Linked DNA regions of Sus scrofa: all the other regions are linked to region 1. A link is a contact called in public HiChIP or PLAC-seq data. All regions are on one chromosome and are shown on one strand. Each heading gives the region's core, a stretch centred on a gene start, on an enhancer-like site or on the middle of the called end of the contact. The rest is flanking DNA. Distances are from core to core; before and after follow the strand shown. Region 1 overlaps DYM (dymeclin). Region 2 overlaps CTIF (CBP80/20-dependent translation initiation factor). Region 3 overlaps DYM (dymeclin). Region 4 overlaps DYM (dymeclin). Region 5 overlaps SMAD7 (SMAD family member 7).

Region 1 (3,293 bases), core at 548-3,047:
TTCTTCCTCCTCCTCCAGGCCACCCTATCAGCCCCCAGAAAAGAGAGAGAAATTTAAAACTGAAGACCTGCTCCTCCTCAGGAACCCCTTAACCTGGACCTGTGAGAGAAGGGTCTGACGGGGACATTCACGCAGACTTCTGACTCACATGGATCTCAGATTCTGGCTGATGGCGTGATGGTGAGTTTGTGGAGGGCTCATCACAGGTGCGGCTGCAACCTTCTGTTGTATCCTTCTGTTTTGCCCCTAGTCACAGAAGCCATTAGTGTGGCTCGTAATCCTCAGAGATGGCAAAACAAGGTCCTGAGAGGGAGGTGCGGTCGCCCAGCCTGAGCTTTCAGGATAGGGGTGTGTGCTCACCCTGTAGCTCCCTTTTTGGTGATAACTTACTGCCCAGAGAGGTCCGTGAGGTCCCCGCTGCCTGGCCGGCCATCATGCTCTTAGGTATGCAAGGTATCGTGACTGCCCTCCGAGCCTCCTCATGGTGGACTTCTTCCTTCTAGCTTTGTATTTCCTCATTTGTAACTTTTAATAAATAGCCCTCTATAATCTTCTGTATTTTGAATTTAGGTTTTTCACTAATTTTGAAACGAATTTGCATAAAATGGAACTGCTCCACGGTCAGCAGTGCTGTTATTCGTAGGCCAGTGCTTATCTTTTGCTTATCAAGTTAGGTAATAATATGTGATCCATCAGCAGCACATTCCATTATGCATAGAAGAGTAGGCCGTGGCCTCCTTGTTCAGACCATAATTGAGCTGAGTTGATCATATGGATTCTTTTCCTGGAGCTTGCTCTTCAAAGCCGACCAGCAGTCTTCCAAGCCCAGTGTTAGCCAGTCTGCCTGGGAGAACACCTCTCCTGAGCATTGTTCTTCCATCTTGTGTCACGTTCTGCCTCCTGCTAAATCATACCCCCGTTAGAGGAGCAACAGCTATTCCTCTTTCCTCTGCAGCCTCAAGCACAGTGCTTCATAGATAGTTGGCGCTCACCAACGTTTAGTTGAAGGACCCAGTATTAACACAGAGTAAAAGAAGGGAGGAAGAATTCCCATCATGGTTCAGTGGTAACAAACCGGACAGTATCCATGAGGGTACGGGTTTGATCCCTGGCCTCGCTCAGTGGGTTAAGGATCCAGAGTTGCCGTGAACTGTGGTGTAGGTTACAGATGCATCTTGGATCCCGTGTGGCTGTGGCTGTGGCTGGCAGTTGTAGCTCCGATTCGACCCCTAGCCTGGAAACTTCCACATGCCTTGGGTGCAGCCCTAAAAAGACCAAAAAAAAAAAAAAAAAAAAGAAAAGAAAAATAGGGAAGAAATACTAGGGAAACTGGTTCATCATCCAACATCACCCCTGGATAAAATAATCGCCTGTAAAATGCCTACCTTGATATCTTTTTAAGACAGAATCTTGAAACCAGTTTACTCTCCAGCTGTGCAGAACCTGCCCACAGTAGCCCCTTCGTGCATTGTAGGAGCTCTCCTCGTCTGTCCCACCCCATCTCCCAGCAGTGACAGGCCACCTCGCTACTGACCATCACCAGTCACTTGCCTATTTAGAGGCTTGATACAGTCTTTTCAGGAATTTTTTTTTTTAATGTGTTATCTAGCTATTTGATTTTAAATTGCACCAAGCACTCTTGGAGCCATGTCAGTGCTTGCTGGCGTTTCTAATGCTATCTATATAATCTTTAGGTAGAAGAGGAAAAACGCCATTGAACTTTTGTGGTAATATAGTTATTGCAGTTGAGCCCTACATCTGTTTGCTGAACTTCCTGTGGGTTTTCACCAGATCACATGGCTGACAGCAGAGACAGTCTTTAAAGCTTTTGGTCTGCTTGTTATACCCGAGTCTCAACCACCAAATCAGACCTTTGCTTTGTCTCTGGGCCGGGCGTCCGGATGTCCCACTGTGGTGGGTTGATTCACTGGAGCTGATAAAAACATTCCGGCCAAATTCGAGCGTCTAGCATTACCTCTGGCTCCAAAAATCAAAACAACAAGATTGTTGTAAGTAGCTTTGGATTGAGACCAAGCTCCAGGCTTGAGAGATGGGTTTTTCCCTCCTCATTGAGCTGAGTCACAAGACAACTGTCTTGGAAAGAGAGGGGCGGAAACCTGCCCCCTGCTGGCCCCTTCCAGATGCAGTCTGTGGAAACAAAGCCGCCATCCCCCCTGAGCTCTTCCTCCACCTGCCCAGAGCTTTAGTGGTCCTCAGGTGCATCCACCCAGCTGTCACTGGCTGGAGCCCACAAGGGGACCGAGGAGGCGGGAGAGAAGATGGGGTAGAAAGGTGAGGACCCAGGAATGCCCTGTGGCCTGGGCATCACTGGCCAAGTCAGGAGTGAAGGTGCTTGAGCGAGGAGGCTGGACTTGGCTGAGCCATCACAGGATGCATTATCGCTCCCCACAGGCTTGAAAAGAACATAAAGGGAAGAGTGACTCTTTCTAGGTTGCTGATCTGACATTTAGAATATGACATTTTTTGGACTGAATCCTGACAAAATGTGTCCCCAGTGTCCAGTGCTAAATAAAACCTTTTGGGAGTTCCCATTGTGGCTTAGCAGAAACAAATCTGACTAGCATCCATGAGCCCGCAGGTTGGATCCCTGGCCTTGCTCATTGGGTTAAGGATCTGGTGTTGCCGTGAGCTGTGGTGAAGGTCACAGACAAGGCTCGGATCCCATGTTGCTGTGGCTGTGGTGTAGGCTGGCAGCTACAGCTCCGATCTAACCCCTAGCCTGAGAACCTCCATGTGCTTCAGGTGTGGCCCTAAAAAGGCCAAAAAAAAACCCTTTTGTCTTTCTTTTCCTTAGCTCTCAGACTTCTAAGAGTATTAGAGGAACACATATTTTTTATTTTTCTTTTTAAAAGAAATGCATATTTCTTTTTCTTTTCTTTTCTTTTCTTTTTTTTTTTTTTTTTTTTTTTTTTGGCTGTACCTGTAACATGCAGAAGTTCCTGAGCCAGGGGTTGAACCCTTTCACCGCAGCAGTGACAACGCCAGATCCTTAACCTACTGAGCCACAGGGGAACTCCAAGAATGTCTGTTTCACTCTAAACCCGGGTGGGTTCTCTCTCTGGCTAAATAGCTCCCTGTTCAGGGGGTGCCATATTCAATGCAGCTTGGACACAGGTAGTCACACCAAGAGGCTGCATACACATTCAGTCTGGTTCACTGACTAGTGTTTGCAAAGCCCTCTTATGACTTATGCCTCTTAGTCACCTTTTTAAAACGTTCCCAGTACACTGTCTTAAAAACAACTCATTGCAGGAAAGAGGAGGCTCTCTACT
Region 2 (3,293 bases), core at 326-2,825, 230 kb after region 1:
TTCCTGCACACCCTTCTCTTCGGGCTACCAGAAAGGCTGATCCTGGCCCAGGCCACTGGTTACCTACTGATCATTGCTGGCGGCAATGGTAATGGCGCCATCATAAGGAATCAGGCTCCAGCTAGGACCTGAGGTAGACAGAAAAGAGGAGGAAAAGTCATCTCCTAACTTGTTGGTGTCCAGACCAGCAAGTGCTGCCTAAACATTTACCCCTGGAGAAGGGACAGCAGTGAGTAGGGTATCATCAAAGGCTGAATGTAAATGGTTGGACTCCAAGAGCTGCAGCAGGTTAAAGCAGGATCGGTGTGGGTCCTGGAGAGGGTTGTGTGTGACTTATACAGCAGCTCCCAGCACAGGGTGCTTTGTTTTTCCTGTCGCCTCCTTAGTGGACAGCAGCTCTGCAGGCAGGAACCACCCAGGGTGTGCTCACGCCCAGGCCCCAGCAACCAGCACAACCCTTGGCACCCAAGTTGCTGGCTAAACAGGACCTGAGCTGGGGCAGGAAGGCCTGGCAGGGCTGGCGTGGGGGTTGGGGGGACACGGAGGGGTCCCAGTCAGGCCAGGTCTCAGAGGGGCTGCTTATAAGCACCCTATGATGGGAAACAGACAATTTTTTTTTCTTTTTAGAGCCAAACCTGAGGCACATGGAAGTTCCTGGGCAAGGGATCAAATCAAGCTGCAGCTGCCCCAGATCCAAGCCTCGTCTGTGACCCACACCACATCTCACAGCAAAGCGGGATCCTTAACCCACTCAGAGAGGCCAGGGATCAACCTGCATCCTCATGGATACTAGTCAGGTTCCTAACCTGCTGAGCCACACGGGAACTCAGGCAAAAAAAAAAATTTTTTTTTTGACTTCTGGGTTTTCGGAAGTTCCTGATGGCCGTGCTTCACACCACAGCTTAGTTTCTTATCCTCTAACTATATAGGTCACTCCCTCTCCCTCTCAGCCAATCCCCCCACCAGGACCCTCACACTCTGAAAATGTTCCAGCCTATCTCACCTCGTGCCCCCAAGGTGAGCAGACCCTCACTTCACTGGGATGACCTGGGAAAACACCCCTGGGAGGCAGGGGAAGGGGCTCGAGGGCCGGGCATCCTTTTTGTTTTTAAACCCAAAAGAATTAAAAAAAAAAAAAAAATCTAGAGACAGACACATGCCTGTGTGTATATATGTGTGTACCCTGTACACACGACTCCAGCAAGAAACAATTTATCCTCCACCCTCCATTCGTCAGCTTAGGAAAAATCCGCACCCCCGCCCCTCCCGGCCCCCTCCCGCCTTCCTCGCGACGCTGCAGAAAGCAGGGGCCTCTTGAAGTTCAGACATTAATTACTGAGAATATTTTTCAAAATTACAAGGCATGGCCCCAGGAGATAAGAGGAAGCAGGAGGAGAGCGCGGAGGAAGGTGGGGAGAGCCAGTCCGCCCAGGGCTGCGGAGGCGGGTCTGGAGGTTGGGACGCGGGAGGCCCCCTGCCTCCAGGAAGAGCCCCTTACCCCCAACCTGTAAGGCCAGGCGCCCCCTGCAGGCAGCGCTGGAACAAGGCAATAGGCTGTGCGGCAGGGCCTCCGTGGGGGAGGGATGCAGGACTTTCCTTTTTGGCGCTGAGCAGAGTTTAGACAACTCTGCCTCTTACCTCTCCATTGGAAGCCTTAAACGTATAATTCCTGCTAGAAAATAGTTATGTTAATGAAAACTGTTCTCAATGAAAGGTGGATAGATCAAATTATTCCCCCGCTATAATCAGGAGGATTGATGGCATTGAGGGCTCGCTGGGAGGGAACATGCAAGCCCTGGTGACAATTCAATCTGACTGTTTCAAAATGCCGGATATCTGACGCTTAAGAAAAACCGCTCCCACCTATATATCGTTGACACTGCTACCGAATTCTCAGAAAGCCACTTCCTCTTTGCATCTCTAAATTTTAGAGAAAATATCCAACACTTGCAACCGCACCACCTTCCAAAACGGAAGTGAAGAGATGTTCTCCTGAAGCCATGTTGAGATGGGTTTGGAAAACTCTCGAGTTTTAAGACTGTTTAAAAACGGTTCTGGCGTGGAGACTGGTTTCCCTTTGGAAACCAGTGTCTGGTGGAAGCTGGTATTTTTATAACTCCAGGCTCTCTATCAGATCCTGTGTTACCATGGTTGCTAAGGGGAACACTGGCTTCAAATTTCACATTTCAGTTTGCAGAGTCTGGCTAAGGAAGTAGGACATTTAAGTGGGGGGGGGGGCTAGGCGAGGGTTGGGGAGTGGTGGATGGGGGGAGACCCAAGTTTTATCTTGAGGAAGTCAAGGATCTGGACAGCCTCAGAGGCAGGCACATCTGTGTGTGTGTGTGTGTGTGTGTGTGTGTGTGTGTTTGGGGAGGGGGCTTTCTCAGTAGGTCAGCAGCATCACACCACAGTGTGACCTGGCTCTCAAGTGGAAGAGAGGGACGACAGCTCTGGAGGGGACAAAACTGTGGGGAGTTATTTCTGCGGAGGTTACAGGAATGGTTGTTTAAGCTGGATATTCATAGCAGCAGCTGTTGGACCTGGAGGAACTTTGCCGCTAAACCAGTGCCCAGGGGCTGTGTACCTGCCCTGGGAAGGCTACATTCTCAGAGGAACATTCCAGGAGGGGTCTGTGCCTAAGATTAGTGCTGGAATATACTGTTCATGGAGAGAGGTTCTCCTTAATTTTCAAGCTGTGTTCCCAGCCCTCCCCTTCCTGCTCCTTAGCCTGCTTGATTGACGGTTCTAGTCAGATTGTTCTCTGCTAAGATGCCCTTGCCAGGAAGAGCTCATCTCATTTGCCTTCTGGGCGCCCACATTCCCGCTTCCCACTCTCACCTTATTTTGAGCACTGCACTTTCCACCATCCACTGAGTTACCCGTGGGTCTCTCTGGCTAGGGAGTGCCTCAGATTTATTTGACTTTATATGTCAGCACATTTCTAGCAGGAAAAGTGTCTGGGAGACTTTTCAGTTCAGTAAAGAAGTAGCATTGTTCTCAGTGTTTGTTGAGTGAATAAACAAACTCTCCTTTATGCTTTCTGCGGTGTTGCTCTCCAGCTTAAAACACTCTCAAAGGTTCTCAGTATCACCTTGTGTCCACCAGAATGCCTCTGCTGGGAGCCAACACTGGCCCATGACTCACCGGTCGGGATTTCTCTTTACCGCGCCAACACAGACAGAGGCTGTGCTCATTCTGGCTCCCAGGACTTCATTCAAACTTTTCTTCCTAGAGAACTTTCTACTTCCCCACTTCCCCTAAAGCTCTAGTGCCCCTTTCCCTTTGCCCCCAGC
Region 3 (3,293 bases), core at 257-2,756, 190 kb before region 1:
AAGTTCTTTGGGGTCCTTAATAATGTTTTAAGAATTTAAAGGAGCTCTGAGAGAAGTTTAAAAACCACTGTTCTGATGCCCTTTCAGAGAGGGGGGGTAGAGGTAGTGATGTGAGCATGTCTGTCACAAAGCTCACTGTACATACTTTCAAATTCCTACTGTTTCTGAATTAATTATACCCCTACTTTCTTCCATCAATATAATCAATAGTTAGCTATGTGTGTATTATTCATGCCTTCATTTAATAAATATTTACTGGGAACGCAGTTATTAGAGCTTCGAAGAGAAAGGGGATATACAGAATCTATAAATCATATTTATTCCCTGTAAGGACACATGGTTTCTTGAATCTTTAAAAGTCATAAGATGGGGAGCTTACTGTGGTAAATTGTCTTAGAAGTTTATTACTCATCTTGCCTGGGTATGACTATAAAATAAATTTGTCCTGGTTGTTTATTGCTGTGTGACAAACCACCCCAAAACTCAGTAGCTTACAGCAACAATTCATAATGATCTCTCCCAGTGCTGTGGATTCTCAGCTTGGCTGAGTGATACTCACTCAAGTGTTCTCACATGCTTGCATTCGGACAGCAGCAAGGCTGGATGTCCAGTATGAACAGTCTCATGGCTGGCGGTTGATGCCACCTATCAGCTGGGAGGTCTGTTGAGATGGTGACTAGAGCATCTCAGTTTTTCCATGAGACCTGTCCACAAAGCTTGGTTTTCTCACAGGTTCTCAAGGGGATGCTCCCAAGAATAAACATCCCAAGAGTGAGAAAAGCTAAGGCTTCTGACGACCTAGCTCACCTATCCCACAGTGTCGCTTTCACCACGTTTTATCAGTCAAAAACAGGTCACAGGACCAGCACAGATTCAAAGGAGCGGACCACACAAGGACATAAATGCTGGGAGGCTTGGTTGATTTGTGGCCGTCTTTGAACAGTAGCTGCCACAAGACTGTCATGAACTGGTGAAGCTGGGAAAATGAAAGACTACTTTCCTTCTCAAATTCTAGGCTTAAGATAAATGTCTAGATTTCGATTCAAAAAAGAAAAGCTGAATGCATTCAAATGCTATCTTTGCATTTTTCTTTCCTTTGTTTAATTTACACTTGACATAAAAGTTCTCTCCCCTGACTTTTGCCTGTGTTGTATTTCTTTGGTTCAGAAGGAATGCCCACTTGCCAATAATGAATGGTGTCTTTACTTAGACTAATGGACAGAGTTCCTGTCTTATAAACGCTCATGGGGCTGCACTTGCTGGTCACCTAGTGGTTGATAATGGCCAGCTCTTGTCTTTGGGTTGAGAAAACTTAAGGGCTGTGTTTCCCTGGGGGCAGTATGACTGGCCTTATGTTCACTCTGGCACTGGCAGCTGCAGAAGTCCTATGTGGGGGAGGTTGAGGGGGCAGCATGACGTTTGGAGGGTGGAGCTAGGAGATTGTCTGGAAATGGCATTTGTACATCAGTCACACTGTCTCCAGTTGATTATGTGTTTGCCTTGAGATCTGGCTGGAGGACGTTTGATGGGGGGGGGATGCTTTAGCTAAAGTGCCCCTTGGTGGTGCTGTTGCGCTATAAACTTCCAAAGAAAACATCTTCTGGTGCCATTTTTTTTTTTTTTTTTTTTAAAGCAAACATTTTATTGGACACCTGTGGTACACCAGGCCCAGTGCTAGGCTTAGGGGAAATAAAATCTGGTTATTGTCCTCATAGTCTAATCCTTGCTATTGACTTTCTTGACATTTTCTGAAAAGTGGTAAAAATAATACCTCATTGAATTCAAGCCAGGCCCATAGCTGCCTGTAGGCCTTAGGAAAGTAGTGACCAATTTGCCTAAAGATGTATTCACAAAGTTAAAAACATTTTAAGTTATAAAAAAGTTATCAAATAATCCATATATTTTTTTTTAAACACTCAATTTCACACTATTAAGAAAAATGCAATTTAAAACTTCACTAAGATGCCATTTTCCACATATTCGATTAGGAGGATCTGTTTGGGTGTTTGTAACATTCTCAAAATTTTGGGTAGGAGTGTAAATTGGTATGGCTCCTATGAAGAACAGTATGGCAATATGTAAACAAATTCTAAGTACATTACCCTGTGAGCCAACTGTCATACTTCCACATTTGTGAAAGTGACAATGTACAGGTTTATTTTGGCAGTGTTTTTCTTTATAACAAAAAAGATGAGAAACGACTCTAAATCAATAGAGACGTAATTCAGTATTGTACATTGATACAGTAGACAGTGTGTAGCTATAAAAATTTAAAAAAATAATAAGGCTTTTCAAGATATGCTGAAAAGCAAGGCATGGCACTGTACGTATACAGTGGTCCCCTGGTACCCAAGATTTCACTTTGCTCAGTTTCAGTTACCTGTGGTCAACTATGGGCTGAAAATGCTAAATGGAAAATTCCAGAAATAAACGGTTTATAAGTGTTTAATTGTATGTCATTTTTGTGCTGTTCTGCCTGGGACATGAATCATCTCTTTGTCCAGTGTATCACTTAGTAGTCACATTACGCACACATTATGCGTGTGTGTGTGTGTGTGTGTGTGTGTGTGTGTGTGTGAGATGACGTAGTTCTGTAACATGATGGCTTCAAAATGTCATTGAATTTATCCAGTGAAATTAATAATGCCATGTGGACATTTAAGTTGTCGGTGCGTATGCACGTACGTAGACATAACAGTTCTGGAAAGAAAATCCTTGTGCATGTGTGAGGAACAGCGTATGGTAGTGGTTAGCAGTACACACTGTAGTGAGGCCCACCTCTGCCTCTTACTGGCTGTGTGACCTTGGACAAGTTTTCAGACCTTTTCATGTGTACGTTTCCTCATCTGTAAAATGTGGATAATAATTCCTATTTTGTAGCATCATTGTGAGGATTACAACAATATAACGTGAAAATCTTTCAGAACAGTGTTGAGCACATTTAAGTGTTAGCCAGCCTCTTCTCTCCAAATGTGCAGCATGGGGATAAAATACAGACTTGATTCCGAGTGACTCTTACTGTTCATTATTAATGAGCCTCAAAACTCTTGACAAACATTTGTTTGTAGCTCATCCTTTCGGTACTGTCCTCGAAAGTGATTCCTGGGGTCACAAGCAGAAGACGCTTACGGATAATTTGCTTGATACAATTAGCATGAGGAGAGCCAGGATGAGCGGCTGCAGGGGAGTTGTTCTCTTCCCTTCAGGGAGGGGAATCTAGTTATGCTCTCAAATCTCAGGTGTGTCTGGGGCTTCTTTCAGTAGCAGGGAAAGTTATTCAGAGTCTTTCTGGG
Region 4 (3,293 bases), core at 487-2,986, 160 kb before region 1:
GCAGGTTCAATCCCCTTCTCCACACAGTGGATTAGGGATCCGGCTTTGCCACAGCTGTGGTGTAGGTCGCAACTGCGACTTGGGTCTGATCCCTGGCCCAAGAACTCCATATACTGTGAGGCGGCCAAGAAAGAAATAAAATAAAATAAACTATTTGTATTTAAATTCTTATACTTCTCTGCCCACTCAAAATTTCACTTGGGGATAGTTTATACAACTGGCTAAATTTCAAAATTACACCATAGACTATAGAAACAGAACTGTATTTCTTGTTCCTGTAAATTCTGTAGGTACTATTTAGTCTGGTTTCTACTCTCTAAACATGCAGTGCCTCCTGTTATTCAAAGCTACTAATCCTAAATTTCATAGTGTTGTATCCCAGATGACTAAGTTTGGCCTTAATTTTTGCTATAGTTTTGATTTCTTTTTTCTTCACAGAGTAATAGTAGATTCAAGCTGTTCTCAAAAGGTTTTTAACCCATTTTCACAAAGCAAGCATTTATAGGCAGATTTTCAAGGTAACCCAAAGGATATATTTTACATTTTACTTACCACTGGGGGAAGAAAAAGTAAGAGCAATTAGCAACTGAATGTAATTTCCAGGAGTGACTAAAGGTCTCGTTTCTCCTCTAATGAACAATTGTGTCATCCTTCTAACTGAATAAACAAGCAGAAGCTTTCTGGGGGATTTAAAATTATAGTTACTATCCATGTATGTACATTTTTTTATCCAGGTGACATTTAGACAAACTTTAAAATGTTTGTTATTTTAAGTTTATTCTTGGTGTATCTGATGTTGATTCAGTTAATCCTTTTCCTTTGTGCATTTATTCTCAAGTAGCACACACTAGAAGCCAGTAGGAAGCTCCAGTCCCCTATTGCTCAGGGCAGTAGAAGTTTATTGTATGGTCTCTACATCATGGCACACAGTGGTTGTGGCCACACTGGGAATCTGCGCAAAGAGTGGTTGTGTCTGGTTGGAGTGAGTCCACCTTTTAGGATTTATATAATGTCCTTCAGCCCTAAACTTCCCCAAGCATGTTTGAACATAGGGATGCAACAACATATAATAGTATTTTAGTATCATTTCTGTAAAATATTAGAAAGTAAAAGAAATGTTGGCAAATTAATCTAAAACCAGTGCATACGTAGCTGCAGGTAATTTTACTTCTGAGTATGCAGTAAAAATAGTATATTTGGGGAGTATTTTTCATAGTTTAGCAAATCGTAAAGTAGCCTCTGGATTGCTCTTACTGGTCAGGTAGAGAGCATCATTGTGGATTAACAGGTCCATAAAACCCAACGTTCTGTTGACTTTGTAATTCTTGCTATTTTCTTGTTTTGAATAACAGTATATTACTGTAGCAGGCAAGACATGGAGGTGATATGTTGTGATAGTCTAGTTTAAAGAAAAGAGCTCAAGAACCACTTCCTTTTTTTTTTTTTTTTTTTTTTTTCTTTTTTTTTGGTCTTTGTGCCTTTTCTAGGGCCGCTCCTGGGGCATATGGAGGTTCCCAGGCTTGGGGTCAAATCGGAGCTGTTGCCGCCGGCCTACACCACAGCCACAGCAACGCGGGATCCGAGCTGCATCTGCGAGCTACACCACAGCTCATGGCAACGCCGGGTCCTTAACCCACTGAGCAAGGCCAGGGATCAAAGGCGCAACCTCATGGTTCCTAGCCGGATTCATTAACCATTGCGCCACGACGGGAACTCCAAGAACCACTTCCTTGATTTCTGTGCCTGGCACTAAGCAGCAAATGCAACCCAGGCTACCAATTTGCATGACTCTTGGTGTGATGATGATAAGAGTTTGTGGTATTTCCTGTTACCATAGTTTAAAGAAATTGTATTTCACTCTTGCTGTCTGGTTTTCTAGTCCCTCCCTTCCTCTTTTGAATCTAATAATGATAATAGAACCTGTTTATACAGCAAATCTATATACATTAATAACTTGTGGTTTCACTGAAAGATGATCCAGTTGAGCTAGAACCATGATGAAAACTAAGAGGCATCAGTTGCAAATTTGTGAATGTAACTCATGTACGCATCTTCTCCTTAAGTGAGATCAAAGTCAGTTTGGCTTTAATTGGCACTGCTTTTTACAACTAAGATGGTAGTGGTTCTGTTCTGCTGTCATGGGAATATTACCCCAAACAGTAAAAAGAACTCTTAAAATTATTGTTTTGTTAACTAACTCAGCCCTGGTGTATTTGTATTCTTGGATTTGAATTTGTTGGCATGGGGCTTAAATCACTGCTCTCTATGTACTGAGGAATGTATATACCTGTATGAGTCAGAAATGAATCTGACTAGGAACTATGAGGTTGCTGGTTCAAACCTTGGCCTCGCTCAGTGGGTTAAGGATCCGGTGTTGCGGTGAGCTGTGGTGTAGTTTGCAGATGCTGCTCGGATCTGGCATTGCTGTGGCTCTGGCATAGGCTGGCAGCAGCAGCTCCTGATTAGACCCCTAGCCTGGGAACCTTCATATACCATGGGTGTGGCCCTACAAAGACAAAAAAAAAAAAGAATTAAAAAGACTAAGTAGTCTTCTCATAGGGTAATGTGGCCTTATTTGTTTATAGCATGTGGAAATTTAACATGCCTCCCCATAACCAAAACCATAGAACTAACTTTCCCAATACGTGTTGCATTCTTTTGCATAATGAAGCTATATGTATTATCGTGTTATTCCTAATCTGGTTCTGGGGAGTGCATTCTCTGTTTTTGTATATTTAGAGAAGCTGATTTTCCCTCTTACATAATCAAATGGTGTTTCTTCTGATGACTTATACTTGTATAAATGCAGTAGTTATTTCCTTGCCTATTAATATTTGTTATTCAAATATTTTTCTGAGGTGAGTTTAGTTTTCATTTTATTATTTTTAGATATGTTATCATTAAAAATATCTTTCTGGTGCCATCCTGTTTCAGCTTTGAATTTTAATTCATTGTTGTTTTAAATAAGCCATCATGTTCCAAAATTACAGCATTGGGAGTTCTTTTGTGGCTCAGCATTGTCAGCAACATGGCTCAGATCATTGCTAAGTATCTGGCATTGTCACTGCAACAGCTTGGGTCGCTGCTATGATGTGGGTTCAGTCCCTGGCCTAGGAACTTCCACATGCAGTAGGTGTGGCCAAGAAAGAATTACAGTGTTATCTAGAACTAATTATCTTCCTTTTTGAATGTAAAATCCCCCTGAAAAAAACATAAAATGCAAATGAAGTTTTTTTCATATATTAGTTCATTAGACTGGCTCACTTAATATCACTTTGGCTTAAAAGAGCTGG
Region 5 (3,293 bases), core at 377-2,876, 130 kb after region 1:
AAAAGGGACCTTCTCTCTTGCACTGGTTTTGCCTGAGAGCCTGCTTTTTGGCTCAGATAAAGTCAAGGAGGAGCAAAAGAAAAGAGATATCAGGGTGCTAGGGGGCTGCTGGGTGACATGGGGGGGGTCCTGCTGCCCCCGATTAGGGCACCAAGTGGGCTTTCAGGGGCCTTATTCACATCCAGGGACACCCACACGCTGCTGTTTATCTGGGCTGGGCCATTAACCTCAACAGCAAAAGGCTTTTTCCAGGGGATGTCTGGCAGCAAATTGCTGGGTGGACTGGCGGGCAGCACAGATGAAAGAGAAACCCGCCAGAAGGCCCCCCCCCTTCCCCTCCCCTCCGCTGGGCGACCTCAATCCTCTGCCCCCGCCCAGCTTCCTCAGCCCACAGAGGCCCCCCATCCCTTGTCTGTGGGCCTGGCACCGGGGCAATTTGATCCCTAGGACCCTGTCCTCCTCCTCCCCCTCCCCCTGCCTCACCTCCCTGCTCCAGCGGGTGCCAGGTTTCAGGGGAGCTCCATGAAACAAAGTATTGTGAGGCTCCCCCAAGGGTCTCCCGAACCTTCCTCCCAGCAACTCTCGAGTCTTCCTTTCCAGGCCAATTTGTTGTCCCGAGTTGGGAGCATAAGCGATAGCTTATATTTCCAAACACCCTCCCCGCTCAGACAGGCAGGCAGGTAAGGGCTTTCTCCTCCCTCAGCAAACTTGGCTGCCAGGACATTTTTATTTACATGGATGTTATGGGTCTTTGGTGTAGCCTTCAGAGCTGAACTCCCTCGGCAAGAGGGTTCAAAGATTGCCAGCGCTCGCGAGTTTATTAGCAGTTGATGGATACTTTGCAGAAACAAGTTAATGCCTGACGAGTCACCTTCAGCTTGGAGCCCTGGTCCCTCTCGTTTTTCCATATGTTCCCGGGTGTGTGCTTGCAAACACACACACACACAGAGCACACACTCGAAGTGCGTTCACACTATGCTCATGGACACAGCCTCTCCCACACTTGAGCTTTAGAGATGCATGGGGGACGCAGGTGACCAAGTTTCTGGTGTTGATATTTCATGGGGTTGGGGTTGAGGGGAGGAAGGACCCCTCAGCTTTCCCCATTTTTGTAGCTGTCCCAGCCGGTGGGGTGTCTAGGGGATTGCCACTCAGGGTGGGTGTTGGTGGCTGCCTCGATGGGTAGTACATTTGTACAGACTTATTCATACATAGGATGCCTCCATGCAAGACTGGCTGCTGCTTTAAAAAAAAAAAAAAAAAAAAAAAAGTTAATGGAGCTGCCTGGTTTGGCTCCCAGGCCCGAACATGCCTAGAAACGTTGGAAGGAGTTGGCATGCTGAGCTGCCCTGGCTCCCCGGCCTGCGGGGATGGCGGGATGCGGGGCCTGAGCCCTCCTCCAACCCCCAGCCGCTGTGCCATATAACCCATCATCGCTTCCAAAAATCAAAAAGGCCTAACAGAGCAAAAGACACCTCCCGCCAACCCCTGCCTTCAACCCCAAGCCCCCCAGTAACAGAGAAGCAGGAGCTTACAGGGAGGGCGGGAGGAGGGCTCTGCCGCCGGCCCTGCTCTCCCCTGCCTTTCCCCATTTTTGTTAACAAATACAAGACTTCCGGTCTCCGCCCTGCCACCACAAACCGCAGCGTTCCTGCAGCCCGGCTGGGCTCGGGAGATTTATGGCTCCCAGTCTGAGGCCTACCCCGCCGGCTCCAGCTTGAGGAAGAGTCGGAATGCCAGCCGCCGGGGCCCCCTGGCTTCCATATATCCTCCCTTTTAAAAGACCTCCAAGCGCCTGTTCAGGAAAAATCACCTTAGCAGACTCACCCCAGCCTCCCCTGCTGGCTGCCGTGGGAAGAAAGCACGTCTAGGAAAGCCGGGGTGGGGCCTCCAGGGGCGGACAGAAGAAGGAGGGGGAGGACACCCAGTCTAGATGCTTCTGGGGAGGGAGGGGGAGGAGGAGGAGGAGGGTTCCCCCCCGCCAAAGGCATGGTTGTACCCACTTGAGACACACAATCTTCCATCTGGGCCGGAGGTAGTCGGGGCTGACACCAAGTTGCATGTTGTGACTTGGCGTGTTGACAGGAGCTCACCCTTTGTGTACAGAGCTGCCGGGGACAGACACACTGAGTTGTTTTTCTATTAGGAAGATAGGTATTTTTATCCCAAGCCACCTCCATTAAAGTTTCCCCCAGACAGTGCTCCCTGATGACCAAGGCATTGATCTGAGGACTGGGTGACAAGCACAGAGACTGTTTAGCAGGTGGTCCTGGGGTCAAGGTCTGGCTGTGTCATCCCTGGGGCCTGAGCAACAGACTTCCTGAGGCCAGGTTTTCTCATGAGGATGACAAGGGGCTGGAGCAGCTGGCCTGCAAGGTTCCATCCAGTTTAAAGGACTATAATTTTAGACCTGTCTAGAAGGCCTCTCCCAGCCCTAAAAGTAAGCCCTCCAACTAAGTTACTAAGTGGTCCTGGCTTCTGATTCTGCAGGGATGGGGCTTCCACTGGTAGGGTTGGTGTCCTGGGTTCCTGATAGGATGCGGGGGAGCAGAGGGATCAGGGACCCCCATGCTTTAGAGGCCCCGCTCTTCCATCACTGGGTTAAGATCTCCAAGCCCCCCATAGGGGAACTGTACAGCCTGTGGCACATCCAGTGCCCTATCATCTCTTTCTGTCTTGCACTGAGAAACAGTGGGCCTGGCGGCCCAGGAGTGCGGATGTGCACGTCATCTTGGTTTGGGAGGAAGAGGAAAATGCCAGTCCCCATCATCACCCACCATGTCTGCCATTTTGTCTTCTAGATTCCCAACTTCTTCTGGAGCCTGGGGATCGGTCACACTGGTGCGTGGTGGCATACTGGGAGGAGAAGACGAGAGTGGGGAGGCTCTACTGTGTCCAGGAGCCCTCCCTGGATATCTTTTATGATCTACCTCAGGGGAATGGCTTTTGCCTTGGACAGCTCAATTCGGACAACAAGAGTCAGCTGGTGCAGAAAGTGCGGAGCAAGATCGGCTGTGGCATCCAGCTCACGCGGGAAGTGGATGGCGTGTGGGTGTACAACCGCAGCAGTTACCCCATCTTCATCAAGTCAGCCACACTGGACAACCCGGACTCCAGGACGCTGTTGGTACACAAAGTGTTCCCCGGTTTCTCCATCAAGGCTTTTGACTATGAGAAAGCGTACAGCCTGCAGCGGCCCAACGACCACGAGTTCATGCAGCAGCCGTGGACTGGGTTCACCGTGCAGATCAGCTTCGTGAAGGGCTGGGGCCAGTGCTACACCCGGCAGTTCA

Evidence for each region. HiChIP or PLAC-seq counts read pairs in DNA pulled down with a chosen protein or histone mark.
Region 2: an H3K27ac HiChIP or PLAC-seq map of alveolar macrophages shows a contact between it and region 1. The contact joins two enhancer-like sites. A contact is called at or near these places in 1 of 47 Hi-C or Micro-C datasets (embryonic fibroblasts) and 1 of 2 datasets of contacts at active chromatin or transcription factors (alveolar macrophages).
Region 3: a contact with region 1 is called in an H3K27ac HiChIP or PLAC-seq map of alveolar macrophages. The contact joins two enhancer-like sites. A contact is called at or near these places in 1 of 47 Hi-C or Micro-C datasets (alveolar macrophages) and 1 of 2 datasets of contacts at active chromatin or transcription factors (alveolar macrophages).
Region 4: an H3K27ac HiChIP or PLAC-seq map of alveolar macrophages shows a contact between it and region 1. The contact joins two enhancer-like sites. A contact is called at or near these places in 1 of 47 Hi-C or Micro-C datasets (embryonic fibroblasts) and 1 of 2 datasets of contacts at active chromatin or transcription factors (alveolar macrophages).
Region 5: an H3K27ac HiChIP or PLAC-seq map of alveolar macrophages shows a contact between it and region 1. The contact joins two enhancer-like sites. A contact is called at or near these places in 1 of 47 Hi-C or Micro-C datasets (embryonic fibroblasts) and 1 of 2 datasets of contacts at active chromatin or transcription factors (alveolar macrophages).

What each region holds. Positions count from the first base shown.
Region 1 is chr1:98,649,130-98,652,422 of Sscrofa11.1, reverse strand. All of the region lies in intron 16 of DYM (dymeclin), which reads left to right. Among named protein-coding and RNA genes, the nearest start is that of SMAD7, 110 kb to the right of the region's middle. Within about 2 kb of position 1,797, at least 14 of the 83 cell types and tissues checked have an H3K27ac peak or open chromatin away from gene starts, as enhancers often do. A contact at or near this core is called in alveolar macrophages, where this site is marked.
Region 2 is chr1:98,418,098-98,421,390 of Sscrofa11.1, reverse strand. All of the region lies in intron 10 of CTIF (CBP80/20-dependent translation initiation factor), which reads right to left. Among named protein-coding and RNA genes, the nearest start is that of SMAD7, 120 kb to the left of the region's middle. Within about 2 kb of position 1,575, at least 38 of the 83 cell types and tissues checked have an H3K27ac peak or open chromatin away from gene starts, as enhancers often do. A contact at or near this core is called in alveolar macrophages, where this site is marked.
Region 3 is chr1:98,843,479-98,846,771 of Sscrofa11.1, reverse strand. All of the region lies in intron 13 of DYM (dymeclin), which reads left to right. Among named protein-coding and RNA genes, the nearest start is that of DYM, 180 kb to the left of the region's middle. Within about 2 kb of position 1,506, at least 5 of the 83 cell types and tissues checked have an H3K27ac peak or open chromatin away from gene starts, as enhancers often do. A contact at or near this core is called in alveolar macrophages, where this site is marked.
Region 4 is chr1:98,804,099-98,807,391 of Sscrofa11.1, reverse strand. All of the region lies in intron 13 of DYM (dymeclin), which reads left to right. Among named protein-coding and RNA genes, the nearest start is that of DYM, 220 kb to the left of the region's middle. Within about 2 kb of position 1,736, at least 2 of the 83 cell types and tissues checked have an H3K27ac peak or open chromatin away from gene starts, as enhancers often do. A contact at or near this core is called in alveolar macrophages, where this site is marked.
Region 5 is chr1:98,514,329-98,517,621 of Sscrofa11.1, reverse strand. SMAD7 (SMAD family member 7) reads left to right here. Exons shown (of 4, transcript NM_001244175.1): 4 at 2,802-3,293. Among named protein-coding and RNA genes, the nearest start is that of SMAD7, 26 kb to the left of the region's middle. Within about 2 kb of position 1,626, at least 37 of the 83 cell types and tissues checked have an H3K27ac peak or open chromatin away from gene starts, as enhancers often do. A contact at or near this core is called in alveolar macrophages, where this site is marked.